Regions from separate parts of the Mus musculus genome. Here regions 2, 3, 4, 5 and 6 are each linked to region 1. The links are chromatin contacts, called in public HiChIP or PLAC-seq and promoter capture Hi-C maps. All regions are on one chromosome and are shown on one strand. Each heading gives the region's core, a stretch centred on a gene start, on an enhancer-like site or on the middle of the called end of the contact. The rest is flanking DNA. Distances are from core to core; before and after follow the strand shown. Region 1 holds the start of Irs1 (insulin receptor substrate 1). Region 2 has its middle 340 kb from the start of Mir6344. Region 3 has its middle 310 kb from the start of Mir6344. Region 4 has its middle 290 kb from the start of Mir6344. Region 5 has its middle 220 kb from the start of Mir6344. Region 6 has its middle 180 kb from the start of Mir6344.

The links. Promoter capture Hi-C pulls out the DNA fragments that hold promoters and counts their contacts. HiChIP or PLAC-seq counts read pairs in DNA pulled down with a chosen protein or histone mark.
Region 2: an H3K4me3 HiChIP or PLAC-seq map of craniofacial prominence shows a contact between it and region 1, with 9 times the contacts expected there. The contact joins the enhancer-like site here to the promoter of Irs1 in region 1. A contact is called at or near these places in 16 of 39 promoter capture datasets (the 3T3-L1 cell line, 3T3-L1-derived adipocytes, the C10 cell line and 11 more), 5 of 484 Hi-C or Micro-C datasets (granulosa cells, myocytes, pre-B cells and 1 more) and 15 of 115 datasets of contacts at active chromatin or transcription factors (the 230-238 cell line, the NIH/3T3 cell line, astrocytes and 11 more).
Region 3: an H3K27ac HiChIP or PLAC-seq map of stem cell-derived neural progenitor cells shows a contact between it and region 1, with 6 times the contacts expected there. The contact joins the enhancer-like site here to the promoter of Irs1 in region 1. A contact is called at or near these places in 15 of 39 promoter capture datasets (the 3T3-L1 cell line, 3T3-L1-derived adipocytes, the C10 cell line and 10 more), 2 of 15 datasets of contacts at CTCF or cohesin (large pre-B cells and pro-B cells), 1 of 484 Hi-C or Micro-C datasets (the C2C12 cell line) and 9 of 115 datasets of contacts at active chromatin or transcription factors (the 230-238 cell line, astrocytes, craniofacial prominence and 6 more).
Region 4: a contact with region 1 is called in an H3K4me3 HiChIP or PLAC-seq map of the 230-238 cell line, with 15 times the contacts expected there. The contact joins the enhancer-like site here to the promoter of Irs1 in region 1. A contact is called at or near these places in 19 of 39 promoter capture datasets (the 3T3-L1 cell line, 3T3-L1-derived adipocytes, the C10 cell line and 13 more), 2 of 15 datasets of contacts at CTCF or cohesin (large pre-B cells and pro-B cells), 8 of 484 Hi-C or Micro-C datasets (the HL-1 cell line, cerebellum, liver and 2 more) and 21 of 115 datasets of contacts at active chromatin or transcription factors (the 230-238 cell line, the NIH/3T3 cell line, astrocytes and 16 more).
Region 5: an H3K27ac HiChIP or PLAC-seq map of the NIH/3T3 cell line shows a contact between it and region 1, with 10 times the contacts expected there. The contact joins the enhancer-like site here to the promoter of Irs1 in region 1. A contact is called at or near these places in 16 of 39 promoter capture datasets (the 3T3-L1 cell line, 3T3-L1-derived adipocytes, the C10 cell line and 11 more), 2 of 15 datasets of contacts at CTCF or cohesin (large pre-B cells and pro-B cells), 24 of 484 Hi-C or Micro-C datasets (the 3T3-L1 cell line, the AML12 cell line, the HL-1 cell line and 14 more), 21 of 115 datasets of contacts at active chromatin or transcription factors (the 230-238 cell line, the NIH/3T3 cell line, cardiomyocytes and 16 more) and 1 of 9 other capture datasets (embryonic stem cells).
Region 6: a promoter capture Hi-C map of liver shows a contact between it and region 1, with 7 times the contacts expected there. The contact joins the enhancer-like site here to the promoter of Irs1 in region 1. A contact is called at or near these places in 17 of 39 promoter capture datasets (the 3T3-L1 cell line, 3T3-L1-derived adipocytes, the C10 cell line and 11 more), 3 of 15 datasets of contacts at CTCF or cohesin (the NIH/3T3 cell line, large pre-B cells and pro-B cells), 19 of 484 Hi-C or Micro-C datasets (the 3T3-L1 cell line, the 63-12 cell line, the AML12 cell line and 10 more), 24 of 115 datasets of contacts at active chromatin or transcription factors (the 230-238 cell line, the NIH/3T3 cell line, astrocytes and 19 more) and 1 of 9 other capture datasets (pancreatic islet).

What each region holds. Positions count from the first base shown.
Region 1 is chr1:82,289,675-82,293,058 of GRCm38.p6, reverse strand. Irs1 (insulin receptor substrate 1) reads left to right here and starts at 1,620. Exons shown (of 2, transcript NM_010570.4): 1 at 1,620-3,384. The coding sequence starts at 2,566.
Region 2 is chr1:81,793,319-81,796,702 of GRCm38.p6, reverse strand. No RefSeq gene overlaps it. Among named protein-coding and RNA genes, the nearest start is that of Mir6344, 340 kb to the left of the region's middle. Within about 2 kb of position 1,647, at least 4 of the 459 cell types and tissues checked have an H3K27ac peak or open chromatin away from gene starts, as enhancers often do. A contact at or near this core is called in craniofacial prominence and myocytes, where this site is marked.
Region 3 is chr1:81,817,559-81,820,942 of GRCm38.p6, reverse strand. No RefSeq gene overlaps it. Among named protein-coding and RNA genes, the nearest start is that of Mir6344, 310 kb to the left of the region's middle. Within about 2 kb of position 1,897, at least 7 of the 459 cell types and tissues checked have an H3K27ac peak or open chromatin away from gene starts, as enhancers often do.
Region 4 is chr1:81,840,326-81,843,709 of GRCm38.p6, reverse strand. No RefSeq gene overlaps it. Among named protein-coding and RNA genes, the nearest start is that of Mir6344, 290 kb to the left of the region's middle. Within about 2 kb of position 1,544, at least 16 of the 459 cell types and tissues checked have an H3K27ac peak or open chromatin away from gene starts, as enhancers often do. A contact at or near this core is called in the 230-238 cell line and pro-B cells, where this site is marked.
Region 5 is chr1:81,910,950-81,914,333 of GRCm38.p6, reverse strand. No RefSeq gene overlaps it. Among named protein-coding and RNA genes, the nearest start is that of Mir6344, 220 kb to the left of the region's middle. Within about 2 kb of position 1,558, at least 22 of the 459 cell types and tissues checked have an H3K27ac peak or open chromatin away from gene starts, as enhancers often do. A contact at or near this core is called in the HL-1 cell line, the NIH/3T3 cell line, adipose-derived mesenchymal stem cells and 2 more, where this site is marked.
Region 6 is chr1:81,948,836-81,952,219 of GRCm38.p6, reverse strand. No RefSeq gene overlaps it. Among named protein-coding and RNA genes, the nearest start is that of Mir6344, 180 kb to the left of the region's middle. Within about 2 kb of position 1,774, at least 40 of the 459 cell types and tissues checked have an H3K27ac peak or open chromatin away from gene starts, as enhancers often do. A contact at or near this core is called in the AML12 cell line, the C2C12 cell line, the NIH/3T3 cell line and 4 more, where this site is marked.

The sequences.
Region 1 (3,384 bases), core at 371-2,870:
ACTCCACCAATCAGCAGGCTGCCCCAGGAACCTCACCCCGCCTCTCTAGCCGCATTATGCTGAGGCGCGCAGCCCCCTTTACCCATCCGCTCCTCCCCTACTCCAAGCCAGGCAGTCTAGTGGATTGAGCATGCCCAGCACCTTTACTGCTGCGTCTCACTGCAAACAACCTGCAGTGCTGGAGAGCGGGAGGCTGAGAGGGTTCCTGGCTTAGGAAAAGAGGTGGAAAACTAGAACCGCCCATGGCTAGAGTAGAATGGCTTTAAGCACTGGGAGCAACGTCACATTTGTAGGTCTTTAATGCCGGTTGGGCTAGACAGGGACACCCTGCTTGATTTATAGGTCATCTTAAAAAGAAAAAGAAAAAAAAAAACTTTGGGGAGCGTCTGCTTGTGGTGAGACTAAGAAATAGGCTTTGCAAAGAGGCTGCTGACCCGTTTTCATCAAGAAGTACCCATTTTCCTGTGCAGCCTAGCCACTTATCCTTGTCTCCCACTTATCCTTGTGGTCAAGGTTAAAAGTGTATAGGGTCGTCTAATGCTCGTGCAAACTATGAAACAAACATCTGCTAACATATACACAGTAAGGGTGTACACTTAGGAACTCTCTGAAGGTCCTTTACATCTTTAAAAAAAATCACAAATAGACTTACGAATGTGATAAGGGGTGCCAGGTTTCCTCCAGCCCCCGCCCCCCACCTTTTGCACTAACTAACCCTTAAGTGTGAATCCCTCTTCACCTGCATGAAGGAAGAGAAATGGTGACTTTTACATTTTATTTCCTTAGTGATCAGCGGCTAATAGTGCCAGGTGTGAGATCCCAGGTCGCGATTCCGAGAGACCCTAACCTAGCCAACAGTCATTGCCCTTGGGCGTCCCTCTCTGTTTCTTCCAGGTGCTTCACCACGGTACGTCCGGAGATTCCAGGTGGAAGACTGGCTCAGAAGTCCTTTAGAAAATCTTACAAAAATGTAGATCTCCCTACCAGGGCCTCTCACCCAGACACCGACATCCAGCTGCCTCCCGGGGGTCGCCTTTACCTGTTGGGTGAGAGCTAGCAGGTCACCCGCGTCCCCTCCGCCCCAGCGCCCCCACCCTCTCGGGGCTCTGCAGCCGCAGTGCACCCCCCCTCTCACTGCCCCCTCCCTCACTCCTGCGTCTTCCCCAGATCCCCCCCTCCCGTTTTCCCAGACTCCCCTCCTGCTTTCCGGTAGCCACCCAAACAAGCCTGCCCTCCCGCCGCGGGGATTCCTACGGGCCGGGGGCGCTCTGGGTGGCACGGGCGTGGGAGACACAGCGCCCCGGGCTCTGCCGGCCACGCAGGGGCGCTGCCCGAGCGCTGCAGCAAAGGGCCAGCGCGGGCGCCTCTGCGGCACGGCCAGGGGGTGGAGAGGGGCGGGCGTGGGGCGGGCTCGGCCCGGAATGTAGAGCGAGCAGGGAGAGGGAGAGAGACCCGGGCTGGAGCCTCCCGGCGGCGGCCAGGCTGCTGAGCGCAGAGGCTCCGTCACGTGTTTTGCTCCTCTGGAGTGAGACGGCGGCGCGGTCTGAAGAGGGCCAGCGCGCGGTGCCAGCCGCCGCAGCCGCCGCTTGTTTTGGTTGGGGCTCTCGGCAACTCTCCGAGGAGGAGGAAGGAGGAGGGAGGAGGAGGAGGGAGGAGAAGGAGGGAGGAGGAGAGAAGTAACTGCAGCGGCTGCGCCTCGGGAGGACCGGGCGTCTTCCCCGATCTCTTCCCAAACCTCCCCCGCTCCCCGCCTCCCTCCCTCGTCCCCTCCCCTCCTCCCTTGCGGACTGGAGCTAGGGGCAGGGATGAGCCTGTCCCTCTGGACCGTCCCCTGCTCCCCCAGCTGCCCAGTAGCGTTGCGCGTGGAAAAGCCACTTTCCCCGCCCGCCGAGATGGGCTCGAGTGCGGGCTGCAGAGGACGCGTCCTCGGGCGGCAGCAGCAGCAGCAGCAGCAGCAACAGCCGCAGCGCCGCGGTCTCTGCGATTGAGCTGGTATTTGGGCGGCTGGTGGCGACGGGGACGGTTGAAGGGTGGGAGGAGGCAGAGGAGGAGGAGGAGAAGGAGGAGGGAGAACCCGGTGCAACGTTGGGACTTGGCAGCCCGCCTCCCCCTGCCCAAGGATATTTAATTTGCCTCGGGAATCGCTACTTCCAGAGGGGAACTCGGGAGGGAAGGCGCGCGCGCCTAGAGAGCCAAGCGGGGACTCCTCGGGCCATCGCTGCCTCCCTACATCGGACTCGACCAGGGGCGGCAAGGGATGCACCATAGCTCCTTCTCTGCTGCAGGGACTGGGGGAGACATAGTCCTCGGAAGATTGCGGCTGCACTCACCCTAGACCCACTGCCCTTCCCTCTGGGCATGAAACGCCCTTAAACTCGGATCAGGCTATCTTCCTTGGCGCAGTTACCTCGTCCTTCGGCTGCCCCTCCCCAGCTCCAGGAACAGCGTGAATTTTGGAGTCAGAATTTCTGCGAGCTTCCTCCAGCCCGGAGTGCATGTGCGGGGCCGCACTGAGAAGCCACCCCTCACCCAGTTTTTCAACACCTCCCTCTGCTCCGCAGCAGCATGGCGAGCCCTCCGGATACCGATGGCTTCTCAGACGTGCGCAAGGTGGGCTACCTGCGCAAGCCCAAGAGTATGCATAAGCGCTTTTTCGTGCTGCGGGCGGCCAGCGAGGCCGGGGGCCCAGCGCGCCTGGAGTATTATGAGAACGAGAAGAAGTGGCGGCACAAGTCGAGCGCCCCCAAACGCTCGATCCCCCTCGAGAGCTGTTTCAACATCAACAAGCGGGCTGACTCCAAGAACAAGCACCTGGTGGCTCTCTACACCCGAGACGAACACTTTGCCATTGCCGCGGATAGCGAGGCTGAGCAAGACAGCTGGTACCAGGCTCTTCTGCAGCTGCATAATCGGGCAAAGGCCCACCATGACGGGGCTGGAGGAGGCTGCGGCGGTAGCTGCAGCGGCAGCTCTGGCGTTGGAGAGGCAGGGGAGGACTTGAGCTATGACACGGGTCCAGGACCCGCGTTCAAGGAGGTCTGGCAGGTTATCCTGAAACCCAAGGGCCTGGGTCAGACAAAGAACCTGATTGGCATCTACCGCCTCTGCCTGACCAGCAAGACCATCAGCTTTGTGAAGCTGAACTCCGAGGCAGCCGCTGTGGTGCTGCAGCTGATGAATATCAGACGCTGTGGCCACTCAGAGAACTTCTTCTTCATCGAGGTGGGGCGTTCCGCTGTGACAGGGCCTGGCGAGTTCTGGATGCAAGTGGATGACTCCGTGGTGGCCCAGAACATGCATGAGACCATTCTAGAGGCAATGAGGGCCATGAGCGATGAGTTTCGCCCTCGCAGCAAAAGCCAGTCTTCATCCAGTTGCTCCAAC
Region 2 (3,384 bases), core at 398-2,897, 500 kb after region 1:
TATTATTTATTTCTTAGCACATTTTTACTATTTTAAGAAGGCTCTGAGGATATATTTCTCATCCAATTTTCACATCTTAAATTCTATCAAATGTACTAGGAGCTGAGAGTGCTAAGTGGACATGTTTTGGCACAATATTTTTCAAAGCTCTACTTCTGACAATCTTTGACATGCTGTCACTGGGATTTAAAAAGTAGTTTTGATATGTTAAGGACTTAATGAAAACATGCATAAGCCTATTTTTGATATAACTTCCTCCTATTGGTGTTTCATATATCCAAGGGAGTGATATAAACACTATCTAGGCCCTAGATTCTAGGGGGAATGACTATATTTAGACTTGTGATAATTTATAAGACAAATAATGTTTGGAGTTGTTCATGTATTTCTATGATAATGCACATCCTAAAATAAGCTAACAAATTCATCAATACCCATAAAATTTTTAGCATGTCATCTTTATTGTTCTGGGTTCTAATTTAGTAGAAATTCAAAGGAGACATCCTAATTTGATAAAGTACTAGATGGCAGTAGCTTGTTATACTAAAAAAATGATCTCCATTAAAGGAAAAAGAAAATAATGAAAGCTTAAACACATGGAAGAACAGAATCAGAGGCAGAGAGGATGGGAAGAGATGGAGGAAGAGGAGAGACAGAGTTAGAGAGACAAGCAGACAGAGAGAGAGACAGAGAAACTGGGAGAGAGAAACAAAGACTCTGATTTTTAACCCCCATGTATAGCTAGCTCATAGCAAAAAAAAAAAAAAAAAAAAAAAAAAAAAAGTCACTAATAGTCAGGGCAGTAATTAACATTCCAATCTGCTGGAGACTTTTCCTTAATTGGACACACCTGTCAGTAGACAGGGATGGCAGGTGACACTGACCTGGGTCATGTATGAGCTGAGAATGATAAAGGACAGGAACAAAGCCCTCCCTCACTGCCTTGGCAAATACCTCCCAGGCATCACCATGGCTCCTCATTTGTTTACAGAGGAGCATGTTAGGGGGAAAGAAGGAAGTCTAAAGTTAGGACCAAACTTGAATCAGAGGTTTGGCCCCAGGAATTACCCCTCTGCTCAGATGTCAGCCCAGTGCTCAACATTTGCTATGGGCAGGTGGTCTAAAAGATTTGGCGTACAGGGTATTTTTCCAGCCCTTGTTGGAACTGGAGAAGTTGCCAAAAATATGACAAGAGTAAGAAGTAGGCTGTTGGACAGCTGATCCACTATCCTCAGTATGTTAGTAACCAAGACTTTCCTAGTCCTGAAACCTTCCCTTCCTCCCATGTGAACCCATCTGTCTTGCTGTTCTCTGAGAAGAACATGAGCTTCGATGAGATAATATGAACAAGAATGCTTTAAGGACTATCAAGAACTTCACGGTCATAGAGTGTAGAGGAAAACAATATTAAAAGGGAACGAATAGTCCATTTGAAGGCATTTATCCAGAAGACTGAATAGGTCAGGAAGTCCAAGCCCACCAGAAAGTGAATTAAACAGCAGGAGCTGTGGAAAATCCTCTGTTCCCAGATAGGTTTAGCTATACTTTCAAGAGTTGGTCTGGATTCTATGTCACAAACACAAGAAGAATCTGGAATACTTAGTAACAATGCCCTGGACATATGTTTCAAGGTTCTGCAAGCACATGTTCACCAACCAGGTCACTGTGAAGGAAGGAGTTAGCAACGTGTAGAAACTCTATATGTCCACACTGGTATGAAACATGGTGACAGTGGTAATAGCCTTTGGGACAGCTGTGGCACTTGCCCTCTCTGAACACTGAACTAGATTTATCTTTGGCTTACCTGTCATCTCGTCATTTGATACTTAATGAGCATCTGTTATACCAGATATGACTTGGGAACTAAACACAAACCATACCACATTCTCCTGGAATCTTGATGCCAGTTGTAAGCAGGCAGGACATAAGTAATAAGATTAGAGTATATTCACACTAGGAAAATAAAAAGTAGTGAGTAGTGAGTATCGTGGCATTTGTTACGGTGAGGAAGTGTTAGGGGAAATTATTAAAATGAGCGGGCAAGTTTGCAAGCTTACTCTTCTACTCTCTGCCACAGGGTGGTCCTGCTGGCTCTGTCTCTAGCTAGCCCCCGCATGGTCACCCTGTGGTTAACTGACACAACACCCAGTAAACAGGTAGAAATAAAACTCTAGAAGCTTATATTAAGTCAGAACCTCTCAATTCACAAGATGACCACACAATAATTTCAGGGCCAGTTTGATAATGATACAAGCTGCCCACTTAGATCAGACAAATTATCCCAATCATTTTATCCCTGTATGATATTCATAACTACCTATGGCTATTTAAAGCTACAAGGAATCAGGATCTTCTTCCTGTCCGACAGCCTTCATCTTGGCTTCTCCTCTTCCCTCCCCTGAGTCCCTCTCTGTCTCTGTAACTCTTCGCTCCGCCTCCCTTTTCCCTGTCCAATCAGAGGCCTCTTGCTGCATTACATTTTAATGTAATTGGACAGGGATAATACTGCCACAAGGAAGTCAGAACTTATAACCATGAGGATGTTCTAGCTGCATTAATGAAGTTCAGCATGAGACCTTCCAGCATTAAGAATTTTCATCTTTTATTTTCTCACTTACAAAGTGAGAACAAACTTAGGAGTTTTCCTCAGAAATGTTTTAGGAGGACTAGATGTGGTGGTTTCCATAAAGCATTGAGCAAATAGGTACATATAAAGAAAATGATTGATAAGAGTCATTAACACTAATTGTTAGTAGTATTTTGGCTCTTGGCATAGTACAGACAAAAAGTAGAACAACACTCCACAACTGAATGAAGATGTAACTTTCTTTTTTGGAATTTTGTGAATAGTTCAAAAGAGTATCAGTTGAGTTGTAAGAATAGGTTTATACCATAGTTTTATATGTTTTACACACACACACACACACACACACACACACACATACAAAGCAACTTTAAAAAATTTTTTTTATTAGTTATTTTCCTCATTTACATTTCCAATGCTATACAAAGCAACTTTCAAAACATGTCTATAATATGAAATTACTACTTAGGGGTCAGGCCAAGAAAAGGAAGACACCTTCCTCCTATCTAAGAAGTACAGACCCCTCAGGACAGACTAGTATTCCAGCACACCTTGTTCTCCACCAGATGGTGACAGCCCTGCCCCCACCATGCACTCCCCCCTCGTTGGTTTGGTTGTAGAACCCAGACTCAATATTTTAAGGTTCACAAAAACCAGGATGCCAGCTGCTAGGCAGCAACTGACTAAATATGTGATCTATTGTTATAACAAATAAAATTAAATAAACAAACATAAGATCTTTCTTTGAACCCTTTAATATTCTTCCACTGAGTATATCAAACTTTGGTAGTTACTCTTTC
Region 3 (3,384 bases), core at 648-3,147, 470 kb after region 1:
GTTAGCAACTACATAAGAGAATGAATATATCCACAGAAATCATAAGATGTAAAAAAGAGAGGAGTAGGTTTAAGATTGAAATAATAATTCAGTTACTCTGTATGCCTTTACCTTACATGTAAGATTTTTTTTTCTCTTTATGGACATTTAGGGAGATCTGGTGAGAGAAATTCTAAGATCTAACCTTCGTATAGTTTGTGAATTATTTTATGGAAACAAATTAAGTAGTCATGATGTGTATTTTACCTTGTTCACTTACTTATTTGAGAATCCAGAAAAATATTCTCATAATCTGTGCCATTATTAGTGTGTGTGTGTGTGTGTGTGTGTGTGTGTGTGTTTGTGATATTTAGTTGTATGTGCCCATGTGTGGAGTCTAGATGTTGTGACATTGGGTATTTTCATTCTCTGAATTATATTTCTTCTGATTTGTTTGGGAGGTTTTGTTGTTTTATTTTGTTTTTATTTTTATTTTTTGTTTTTGTTGTTGTTGTTTGAGATAGAATTTTCTCTATGTAGCCTTGGCTCTATTGGAATTCACTCTGTAGAACAGGCTGTCCCCAAACTCGGAGATCTGTCTGCCTCTGCCTCCCAAGAGCTAGGATTAAAAGTGTGCACCCTCTCCCCCACCACCAAGCTCCATCTTATGGTTTTTAGACCTCATTTTTGTTTATGTGTATATCTATACATGCCTGAATGTATGTATGTGAACCATGTGCATACAGTAAGTACTCCTGAACGTCTGGAGTTGACACCAGATTCCTTGTTACTAGAGATGTAGGTTGTTGTAAGCCACTTGATTTGGATTCTGAGAACCATTCCGTAGTCCTTGGTAAGAGTAAGAAGTGCTTTTAAATGCTGAACTCCCTCTCCAGCCTGTCCACTTTGTTTTCACTTTCTTTTAGGTTGTTGTTGTTTTGCTCTTTTCTTTTCTTTTCTTTTAATTGAGATTATAATATAATGACATAATTTCTTCTTTCCCCTTCCTCATTCCAAAAACTCCCATATAACTTACCTTGCTCTCTTCCAAATTCATGGCCTCTCTTTTTTCATACACGTATGTGCACATAAACTCAACCTAATCAGCCTGCATAATGTTATTGGTGTGTGAATGTTTTCAGGGCTGACTAGTATCGGATAACCAATTAGTGTGCTCTTCCCTCAGCATTTCTTAGTTGCCTGTAGTTTTTTAGAGAGGTCTATATTTGAGACACAGAGCTTCCCTGTATCTAGGACTCAGTGACTAGAACAGTCAGCTAGGAAGTCCTAAGGATCCTCCTGCCTCTAACCCCTTCCTTCCAAGCCCTGGGATTATGGGTGGGCCTGTGCTGTCATGCTCAGATTTTCACATGGGTTCTAGGGATCTGAATCGGATTCCTATGCTTATGTGTCAACTCTCAGTGTTGAGTGTGCACTCTGCATAGTTGGCAACTTTATTATTTATTTTGTGTCCATCTATTTCACATTTGCATCTGCTTGTTGGGGTAGTACACAGCAAGTAAACAACACATATATGTTTTAGGTGGTTCATGTTCTCCTGAAGGTCACTTATGAAAAAAATGTTGTTTTATCTGAAGGTTTTTGTTATCTACTTAAAAGATTGCCCTTTGAGAGAACCTTTACCCCTTGCTAAAGAGGGAATTTGCTTTTACCAACTAACCTACCTCTGCATTCCTAAGCCACATAATTTTCAGAAATATTGAAGAGGCAGTATTTGATTCTTTTACTTCATATTCACTTAAAGTGAAAAACATTCTTTTGAAGAAATGAGGTTGTGATTAAACAAAATCTTAGTATGTGTGTTTCCCAACATCTCCAATTTGGATTCTTGTGGAGACCACTCATTAAAGTTAGGTTTTAGCTCTGTCATGCTCAACCTCAATTTATTAGCTAGCAAATTCCTTTGTATTGGCTAAGCCTCTAGTGGCCAGTTCCTACCCCCTCTCTTCCATTACTGCCATCCATCAACTTATTCCTTTTTGTTCATCTGACTTTAGAAGAAGTACCCTCCACTTAACAGATTTTATTAGCATCTATGGTGAAAAGTTTGATGACCTAATTGCTGCCATTTCAAGGGATAGCTTGTCACAATAGGAAGTCATCTTGTCACTAGGTTGGAAAAAACTACTTGATTTAAAACTTGAGTATTGAAACATACAAATCAACAACATCTTTTTTGGCCTCCAGTAAAGGAAAAATGAATAGCTCTTAGATAATTGGCAAATATGGCTTAGTTCAGATATAGCAACTCTCAGTGTTGAGTGTGCACTCTACATAGTTGGCAACTTTATTATTTTGTATCCCTCTATCTCTCATCTGCATCTGCTTGTTGGGGTAGTACACAGCAAGTAAACAACACATATATGTTTTAGATGGTTCATGTTCTCCTGAAGGTCACTTATGAAAAAAATGTTGTTTATCTGAAAAGTTTTTGTTATCTACTTAAAAGATTGCCCTTTGAGAAACCTTTACCCCTTGGTAAAGAAGGAATTTGCTTTTCAAAAGCAGCTCATAGTAAGTTAAATTCTCTGCCAAATATCAGGAAAGCCATGGGTATAGACCACTAAAGATAATGGGATCATGTTCTTAGCTATGAATTGTTGAGTAGGAAAGTAATACATACACCAGGAAGACACATCCCCATATGCTACATTAGGATGGTATTTTTGTTTGTTTGTTTTTCCAGTACATAATCTGTGTGTGTATGGTGTGATAACTGGTGTTAGATATACCTCTGTGCCTATCTGTAGATGGATTATCTTGATTTTGTTCATTGATATAGGAAGGCCTATCTTAATTGCAAGGGGGACCACCACAAAGTGGAGTGAGCCTGGACTATAAAAAATTGAAGAAAGTGTATGGAGTACTAGTTTGTATTCATCCCTCTCTGTTTCCTGATTATAGGTGTAGTGTGAGTATCTGCTTTAAGCCCTTGCTGCCTTGACTTTACACAAGATGATGGACTGTGCCTTGAACTGTGAGATAAGAGAAATCCTTTCTACCTTAGATTGCTTTTGCCAGATTATTTCATGCCAGTAATAAACTAAAAGAGCAGGGTAGTGAGCCTACCTTAATCCTTTAAGGTAGTCTTCCTTAAAGGATTAGGAAGACTTATGCTTCCTATGAGCTTAAGTGATTGTCTTAGATAGGGTTTTACTTCTGTGAACAGACACCATGACCAAGGCAAGTCCTATAAAAGACAACATTTAATTGGAGCTGACTTGCAGGTTCAGAGGGTCAGTCTATTATTATGGTGGGAGCATAGCAGTCTTCAGGCAGACATGGTGCAGAAGCTGAGAATTCTACATCTTCATCTTAAGGCCGCTAGTAGAAGACTGGCTTCCAGGCAACTAGGAATAGCTTCTCAAAGCCCACATGCACAGT
Region 4 (3,384 bases), core at 295-2,794, 450 kb after region 1:
CTCCCTCTCTTGCTTTTTAATGTAATACAGTTTTGAGGGGCATCTATTTTCAATACTATCTACAGGTAGTTTATTCTCAGATTCATCTTAAAACACACTGGCTCTAAACTCCATAACTCTCACTCCACTGTTCATGTATACAATCTGGATTTCTTCACCTAGAAATTACTTAGCGTGGCAATTCTCTTTCAGGTTTCAACCCCCAATGCAGAATGTGAATTGAGGATTCTTATGTAAATGTTACAGAAAGAAACAGGGCCAGCAATAACGTGTGCAAGGGAGGGAAAGATGTTAAGGACAACTGTGTGCTCTTTTGTAGAGCTATGGATTGTGAAAGGTACCACAGATGTTTTCCACCATAGCCCATAGGCTGGCTGTGGTGGTATTATTGGTTATATTAGTGTTGTAGACTATCACTCCCATGGCAGATATTAAACCAAGGGCAAGTTTAGCCAAGGGCTATTTTCCAGGGATCCATGTAACTAGGGGCCCTTATCTCCAAGAGTATGGCCACAATTGAGAGTTTGTATCAATCTAATTAGCTTGTAGGCAAGCTTAGGCAGGAGTTTCTTAGTTATTGATTGACGTGGAAATGCCTAGCCCTTTGTAGGTAGTACTCTCCTTGGGCAGGTGGTTCTAGGATGTATAAAGAAGCAGGTTGAATGAGCCATGAGGAGAAAGCCAGTAAGTGGCACCTTTCCTTGGCCTCTGCTTCAATTCCTTACTCCAGATTTCTAACTTGTGTTCTGTCCTGGACTACAATGTGGAAGTGGAAATGAAATAAATCCATTCCTCCCAAAGTTTCCATAGGCTCACGTTGTTTGATCACAGCAATAGAAACCTTAACTAAGACATCTCACATTATCATAGAGCTTCCTGGTAATAGCTGTGTTTGAGAATGTGACTATGGCTTAAGAACTGTGTGGTTCTTCCAAATCCTTCTTCTATGAACTGAGTGCCAGTGGACACAGTTGGCTCTGGCTCTGTCATTGTCATCTTTGTCTGAGTTGATTTTACAAGAAAAAAAATTACTGGTTCAGTTTGTGTGCAGCACAGAAGCAAGAAGCACAAACTTAAAGCCAATGGGTACAAATGGGGTATTTCCATGCCAGACCACAAGAAACCAGGGACTTGGAGAAGAGGGTACTCTGTAGACACCATAGCTCTTTTTATTGAGTCAGCCTGCTTGGAAAGGCCGGATTACTTCTGTTCTCCTGGGAGCAAACAAGTAGAGACTACAGAGAATATTTGAAATACTAAAAAGGAGGCGGGCAATTGATTTTGTTCCTTTGGCCAGATAAATGGAGTAAAGAATGAAAATGAGAGAGATTCTCCTACTAAAATTAGTAATGGCAAAACTAATCCTAAACTCATAACATATAGGATACATTTTACTAAAAGCTTTACATAGAATATTTACTCTGAACTCAAAAATAACCTCATGAATCTGCCATTTTTCTTCTGTGGTTTTCCTAAGTAGTCTACAGAAAGTTCCTCTCCTTTGCTCGACCTTATACAGCTGTACTCTTCACAGTTATTTTTAGAGTCACATGGTGCAGAGTTCTCTTCAGTTGAGGAACTTCCTCTTTCTCTTCTTAGTTTCCTGGGCATGATAAAGAAAGAAGAGATTTAGATGAGAATCTGTGGGTGGAATGGCTGCCAATGGAAAACCATCCATTCCTTCGACCAGTTACCTCAAGTCTGCGAACAGTTTTGTTTACATCATATATTTTTAGACTCAAAAGAAGTTGACAGAGCATTGCATGCAGACCACATTGGCTTACATATAAGAAGAAATGTCCAGTCTTTTGTAGTGATATAAGTTGGAAATATGTGAAGGTAGAAAGGAATTGATGTAAGTATCCTTCTAGAACATTCTCATATGTCTAATTTGTCGAGATGTTAGAAGAGCTATTTAGACATGTTCATTGGCCCATTGAGAAAAGCTCTCAATTTAACGATGAAAGAGTTTTACTTCATTAAGGAATCTTGAGCATTTTAACATACCAACCTTACTTACAATATTCCCAAATTGAGACAGAATATGAAGAGTTTCTCAGTGTTCCGACCACAAATCCTTCTAGATGAGGAGTAGCAGTAACTTTTTTAGAATATGAAGAGATGTGGAGGGGAGTGCCAGGGCAGGGAGGGAGGATTGGGTGAGAAGGTCAGGGAGCACCCTCATAGAAGCAGGGGGAGGTAGATAGGACGGGTTTCCAGAGGGGAATTCAGTAAAGAGGATAGCATTACAAATGTAAATAAATAAAATATCCAATTAAAAAAAGAAAAAGAGATGTGGAAAATACTTCTCAGTTTTTTCTTTTTTATTAAATTATTTTATTTATTTACATTCCAAATGTTGCCCCCCTTCCTAGTCCTCCCTCCCATAGTTCTTTATCCCATCCCCCCTTTGCCTCTGAGAGGATGCTACTCCAACACCCCACTCTTCTCAACTTTATTAATTAACTAATTGATTTATTTATTTTTACTTTTTGAGCTTGTAAATAACCTGATTACTCTGCCATGACACACACCTTTGCCATCAACAAAAGTTTCACTTAACAACAAAGAAAGATATCTCAGATGTACAGCACACTTGGTTTTTATTTTTTGTTTTGTTTTGTTTTGTTTTTTGTTTTTTCTTTCTTTCAGGTGTTAAGACCATTTACACTAAGTGGTCACTTTTTCTAGGGTACTTTTCCTCTGTTTCTTGCCTCCACATTAACTAAAACTCAATACATAAAAATATGGTTCATCATAGGTAAGAATGTAGGTGTGTGTGAACTAAGCCCTACAAAGAGAATCAGTACAAACAACAAAAATAAGTATGAATCAATCTGCCTTGAAGAACAAGGAACTATCATTCCTCTGATAATTGTTCAAGAGTTCTTGATCTTTATCACTGAGTAACAGGTGGATTAGGACTGAAATTTGCCAACAGAAAGGTCTGATTAAAAAAATACTTAATAGAATAATAATTCATCTCACTGATACAGTCATTATTAAATCGCAACATCAAGACCAGATTTAATACATTTTTAGGTTATGAAATAAATCATAATTTACCTGATTAAGTCATAAATCATATCGACTGTTCTAATAATAATACCCAATTTGGCATATTTGGCTTTCTGCAATTATATAATATTTATGTACTATTAATCCATAATATGTTATTTAATCCCAAATAAGGATGGTTTGATCATTTGTTCATATTGCTAGCATAGTAATTTAATAGGCTTTATTTGAAGATAAGTTCTGTGTATAGAATTCCCATATCACTGTTTGTACCAAGAAAGTAAATTTAAAATGTAAATTAGAGCAGTGAGCTATGCATAAGACTGAGAAAAACGCACACTGTATGGGGAAAGTATAAAGGTGACT
Region 5 (3,384 bases), core at 309-2,808, 380 kb after region 1:
GCCCAGGTTGGAGTGGTACCCAAGAGGGGCTTCCCCCTCTTTGAAGAGAAGAGAAGGAGGTAATAGGGGAGAGATTTGTAAGGGTAGAACTGGAAGGAGAGGAAGAAATACGGGATGTGACAAGGTTGTAATGTGAATAAAAACATAAATTATGGGAAAAAATAAGCAGTGAGTGCCTCCCAAAATGAGGGTTTCAAGCTGATTAGCCCAATTTGTTATCCTTGAGTATTTGGTTGCAAGAATTTACAGAAAGCTAGGACATTAAAAACAAAACAAAACAAAGAAAAACAACCTGGGAGCGTATTACATATGAAATTACATGATAAAATACCCATGATGACTGCATACAGAAGGCATAAACTAAATAACTTGAGGGTGCCTCAACAGCTGTCGTGATGAGAACAATGGGCTCTGAGGTAGGCATTAAGGAATGAGTGAATTGCTGATAACCTGAGAAGGGTGGACTGTGCATCCCTGTGAAATCAGTAGAGATTTTTCTTTTCTCACAGCATAGCTGAACAACAGCTGTCCCACTTCCTCCAGAGTTCAGCCTTTGTTCACAGGGATCGAAGACATAGTCCAAGCTTTATACTCTTGGATTAAGCAACTTCAGACCTTGGCGATATGGCGCCTATGCAACACAATTCTCACCTTTGTTCATTCAGGAATTTTTATTTGTCATATCAGATTTCTTTCCAGTATTATTCCAATGTAAAGCCACAGGAAATATTTTGAAATTTACTCATCAACAAAGAAGGGTACTCTATTCATAAAGCTGTTTAAATGGAATTCACATGGAATGAATTAAGGCTGAAACATTAATAAACTTCCTTTCTGTGTAGGGAAATAAAGGCGTGAGAACAATTTCCCAGAACAACATTTAGTGACAGCTTAGTTGCTAAACTCAAGTCTATTAACCCTAGGCCTAGAATGCTGATATATAGTTAGTATGCATAAACAAAATGTTATTTAAAACAGGTGGTATGGTGAGCACACTGGGAATTCCAGCACTTGCGAAGGAAAGGCAAGAGAATGCCCATATGGTGTTCAAGTCTAACCTGATTAATACAGCAAGTGCCTAACTAGCCAAGGGCTACATAGTTAGCCTTGTCTCAAAATGATTTTTCAAGTTACCTGAAAGTGATTTTATTGGAGCATCCTTAAAAATTCTTTGTGGTTGGTAAGTCATCAACATTTTGAGTTCTAAAAGATGGAAGTGATCACCATTTTTGTTTTGGTATACAACATCCCGTTTTATATGGCTACCCTCTTTATCGCCTTTTAAACTATTGCAGTTTGTTTAATAAATTGTCTGGTCATCCTATCCAAGGTCATTACTCTGTTGTCTCCCTATAACTCCCAAATTTTCCTGCACAGGATTAGTTGTCTGGGTTACCTACAGTGTAGTCAGTGATTACATGGGAACAATTCCCAGCACAAAGGCTGGTGGTCCATCTTATCAGTTACTAAATCTTTTGAATGTTACTCTTATTGGTTTGGCTTTTTCCAGAGTCACAAATTCTCTAGAAGGCTGAAAATGACTCATCTCAGTCTGTGGCTTTGTCCATGCTTGATGCCTATCCAGAGTCTCTCTGGCCAGAGCCCTGGGAGTGTAGCCTCCCCCAGCCTTGAGCAGGCTGGTTCAGACCTGTTCTGCCATTGTGAACAAGACCACCTAGGATGGAGTCTTCTGACCTAGATAGGTCTACTGTTCTGCCAGGTGCTGCTACGCACTGAGAGGCTGAACCTGTTCTCCTGACACTATCCTGATGAAAGGAGATCCCCACCCCCCATATAAGCTCAGACTTTAAGTAAACTTTGGGCCTTGATCAGTATCTTTGTCTTGGTCTCATTATTTCTTTCACCATTTTCTCCAATGCAGCCCCAACCTCCCTTTAAGGAACCAGGTTCGTGGACCTGTGGGTAGCAACATGGGAGTAGCTGGCCAAGCCCTCTGTTCACATCTCACTCTAGTCATGCCCTCACTTGACAAATTCTTCCCATAGGGGCCTTCTTTACTTTTCCCTCTTATTCCTGTTTTACTTAACAATGCTCCTTCTAGATCTTTATCAACTTAATGTTGTCCAGTGGGCACCAGTCCTATTTCTATTTAATAGACAAGCTTTTCCTGATCTACTATGCTAGGAAAATTCCAAGATACAAACCAAGACCTTGGCTTCTGGATCACACACCCTAATCATTCAGTGAAACCAGCACAGGTGTTTTTATGAAGAGGGAGTTTTCACACAATCCTTACGTCCTAGCCTCATCAGGATAAAACTAAACAGGGCTTGAGCTCTTCTAGATGAAAAACAAAAAAAGGCTCACGACTAATATTCTGTATAAGAGAGATTCTTTGTTGCTGCCGTTGACAATACAATACAGAATGATTGTGGATAGCTTCAAGTAGTGGATGACAGTCTATATAAGCAGTCCATGCAGTAGTCTTTGTGCATTCCCTTAATAAACACTCTCTGCTGATGGCTTATACAGAAGACACCAGATTTCTCACAGTTCTGGATGGAACACATTCCAGATGGACAGTTTCTGGTCAGAGTTCCCTTCCTTGTTCGAAGATGGTGGTCTTTTCCCTGTGCTTTTTCTTCTTTGCTCCCACATAGAGACTGGGGAGACCCTATCTTTCTCTCCTTACATGACCATCAACCATATCACAGTAGATCTCTTTCTTATTATCCCATTAAACTGGAATTATCTCCAAAAAAAAAAAAAAACAAACCTTTTTTCAAATTGGAGCTTTAGGGTGTCAGTATATGAATTTAAGAGAAATTAAATTCAAAACCATAGCATCTAGCAGACATAGATGTCTTGTTTCATGTTGGGTACAAGAAATGGATTATTTTTTCCCAATGCTATGAGTGAAATTTAGAAATGTTTGGACATCCCACCCCCACAATCGCATCCACACTAACGTGCTAATTTAGAAGAATATCTATATTCTGAGATCATGGGGGAATAATCCTGTCCTACTCTTGCTTTTCTGATCTAGAGAAACTTGAGAGAACAAGAGGGTGCTATTTGACACTTCTAAGCTTGATACTAAGCATGAAAAAAACTCATTTCCCTATAGTCTAGCTTATAAGCTTTTCTCAGCCATGACAAAATCATATACCACTCCCTTTTGACACTCTCATCCAGTTTGTAATTGCATACTATCTGGAAGACTGGATGGTGCCAGCCAAAAAATTCATAGCCTTTAGGATATCAAAATGTGTTTTTGTGTAGAATATGAGCTTTTGTACATATAATATTAATATGAACTTATTCTGGATTTAGAATAAGGCTTAATGCAATATTGGTATCCTCCTAACAGGAAACACTTGGACATGCAAAAAAGGAAATAATAGGAGGAAGAAGATGGCTCAA
Region 6 (3,384 bases), core at 525-3,024, 340 kb after region 1:
TGTCATCAGTGAGACAGTAAGCTGACTGTAGCTCGTGAAACAATCCTATTTGTTTAGCATGTAAGTAGACACACAAATAACACAAAATGTTGCTCTCTTTTTAGCTCGCTTCTCCCCATATAACATGGGTCCTAGAGCTGTTAAAGTGGGAGGGACGTCCATCTGGACTGGTTAGTGAACTAGGGCATCATAGGCAAGGGGTCATGGATGCTCCACATGGATTTCTCCTTCTATTCTGTATGTATCTAACTCTTCCCGCCATGTAACTGAACGCCTGGCATAGTAGGAAAAGTAAAGTAAGAGAGATACTGTGGGTGGAGAAGCATGCTGTGCCTGTGTAGATCATGTGCATAATGAATGGGCTGGCAGTTGGACTCTGCTCTGGAGCCTGATAGAAGGGCCATCATTATACTACATGATGATCCATTACACTCTGGCTAGCTTGGCTACTGCAAATGGTGCAGAGTTGGGAACATCAAGGAGCTGAGCAAACATTCTGCCTTAATAACTCTGTGTTCGGTTTATAAACTGCATGAATAATCTGTGACTCACAGCAATGCTGGTGGTGTAAAAATTAACCCTGTCTCATATTTCTCCATGATTGCACCCTAAACTACATGTGTGGTAGATTCACTTTATAGAAAAGAAAACTCTAGTTGTAGAATCTTATTAAATTAAGCTGTGCTGTAACTCTGAACTGGATGAAGGTTGGCGTTTATTTGGTAATTACTGTATCCCAGGACTAGTTATTAGGACTCTGTATGGATTTTCTCATTTTAATCCATATAGTTGCCCTATTTGTTTGGGTTCTTTGAGAATGACAGGGCTTCTTTTGACTTTTAGTGAGTGTAACTAGAGATGGAATTTCAGTTGATTAGAAGCCACTGAAGCCACCCTGAGCCAGTGGATGAGGCAACATGGGTGTGGAGAGAGCAGAATCGATATAAATTTATTAAATTAATATAAGAGAGGAAATCAGGAGCATGGGAAGGATTCCCAAGGAGGAATAGCATCACATTGTCCTACCAGAAGGGCTGTTAAAGATTTTGCTGAGTGAATTTGGTGGAGATTGAGGCAATATTTATTCAGATTGGTCATTTTTTAACACATTGCAAGTTGAAGCAGGGGGGAATGGGGGCAGGGCAGGGGACACATGTCCTCTGTGTGTTCTCTCAGCCCAACTGAAAGGTCATTCACCCATCTAGGGGAGGTCATGTACATTACTTGACTAACTCAATAACTTCCATGGCTTTTGCCCTCCTGCCTAAAGGACGTTTAACTCCTATCTGGCCATTATTCAGCTACAGTAGCAGTCTCCATTTGATATGTATAGAAATTGGTCCAGAAGAGTTAAGTAATTCACCATAAGAACTTAGGGGTGAAACGTGGAGTTCACCTGAGGCAGTTTGATGCCTAGTAATAACCCAGGTGTAGTCACTGGACTGTATCAGCTACTCTACTAAAGGAGATTAAAATACCCTCCACATAAGTGATCGAGATCTTGATCTGGTGAGTGTGTTTATTTTACTTATCTCTATCAGAAAATAGGATACAAAACATTTTTCACTCATGAGAAAAATGATGGTATGCATCTGTTCTTATCCTTTTTTTTTTCAGGGCTATTTGGTTTTCTCAACTCTTGTCATAGTTCAGAGAGAACTGAACTGGGGCACTCTGAAGAATGGAGCACATTGGTTCCCTGGATTAGAGAGATCATGGTATCAGAGTAATCAAGTAACAAAGGGCAAGTGCTTGGAGCTTTCAGTAAATAAATGTGTCCCAGAGGACAGAAAAAATGACCAAGTTTCAAGAGCTTGCCACATCAATCAAGTTTGAGTAGGCTAGGAATGCCTTGCCCAGAAGAGAATGTGCATGACACATTTCTTCTGCTATCACCAGAAAAGAAGCACAGAAGCTGGTAGGCAGCTTCTGTCTCTAGCATACCCACATCTGGAAGTCCTGTGGCTTTCCGTTTGATGTGAGGTGTGGAGGGATGACATCGTTTATCAGGACTCAGCAGTTACAGATATTTAGTAAGGCCACGTTGCTGTGCAAGTATCCCTGACATGTGTACCCTGACACTTGGCAAACCCCATGACACTAGAAAGACACATGGTAGTGTTCACTGTAAACCCCAGAAAAGGAATCATAGCACAGTGGGTCTGGAGCTGGGGTTAAGATCTGTAGCTATAGACACTGTTTTGTCTTTTGTGCCTGGTGTTGTGAGTCCGGGCTCAGGTAGAGACAACATGTGACTGCAACCAGTGTTTGCTCTGAAACAGCAGAAAGCTTGAGTAGAATCAGCAACACACTGGGAAATCAAAGTGCTACTGGTAGGTTGTTAGGGAGAAAGGAGAAGGTAACTATAGGAAAGGCTCCCATGGTTCTCTTGCTGACAATGCATTTGCTGCCTCTGCTTCACTGAATACCTATGTTTGCCTGCTTAATCTCCTATAGTAGCTGTCACCATCTGTGAACTATGCTGAAAATAGACTGTGGTACTCTGCCGTACTTCGCAACGCTGGTTCTGCAAGAGTGTGGTGGTGAGGTCAAATCCTCTTGATGGTAAAGAAAAAGAAATGAGTGGTTAGAAATAGCAAAAAGATAACAAAAACATGAATTGTGCAATATAAATATTGAAAACAGATTTCTGAAATTCAGCACAGACTACAGGGTCCATTGGAATGGATAGTTGGTGTATCTTCTGCATAGCTGATTGGCTTTGATTGTTTGAGGTGTGGGGACATTTTCTTTAGTCTCCACGAGAATATCTTTGGAATGTTCTTATTATTTAATGATTAATTGGTAAATAAATATTTCAATTTATTGTTGTTTAATCATTATTCAGAATGAAGCTGGTACTAATGAGAAAACGATCACTAAGTGGAGGAAGCACCAGGTAGATGCAAAGTAATAACTGTTTGACTTTATTACTGGGAGGAAACACCAAATGATAGTGTTCAATTGTGCCAGCTAACAACACTACAACATATTAACTCCTAAGATGTCAAAAAATCAATACAACAGTGGCTTCTATATATACAAGACATGGATAACTTTCGTGTGGCTGATAGCATTAAACTGGCCTACTCTCTCAAAAGCACAGTTTGGTAATTTGGGACATGAGCCCTAAAATATGTATTTTTTTTCCAAAGACCAATTTTGTTAATGTTCACAAATTAATTGCAGAAAAGAGGCAGAGGCTGGTGATGTATGAAGATTGCCTATTGAATATTTACCTACAGTAATGGAAAGTTACAATTGAACCAAATGTCAATGGGCAAGTGATTGAACAAATAGGAGGATGATTGAACAAATGATGCTAGGACCATACTATCAAGTATGCATCAATCACAGAACGTCTAACAAAAGATGATAATACAG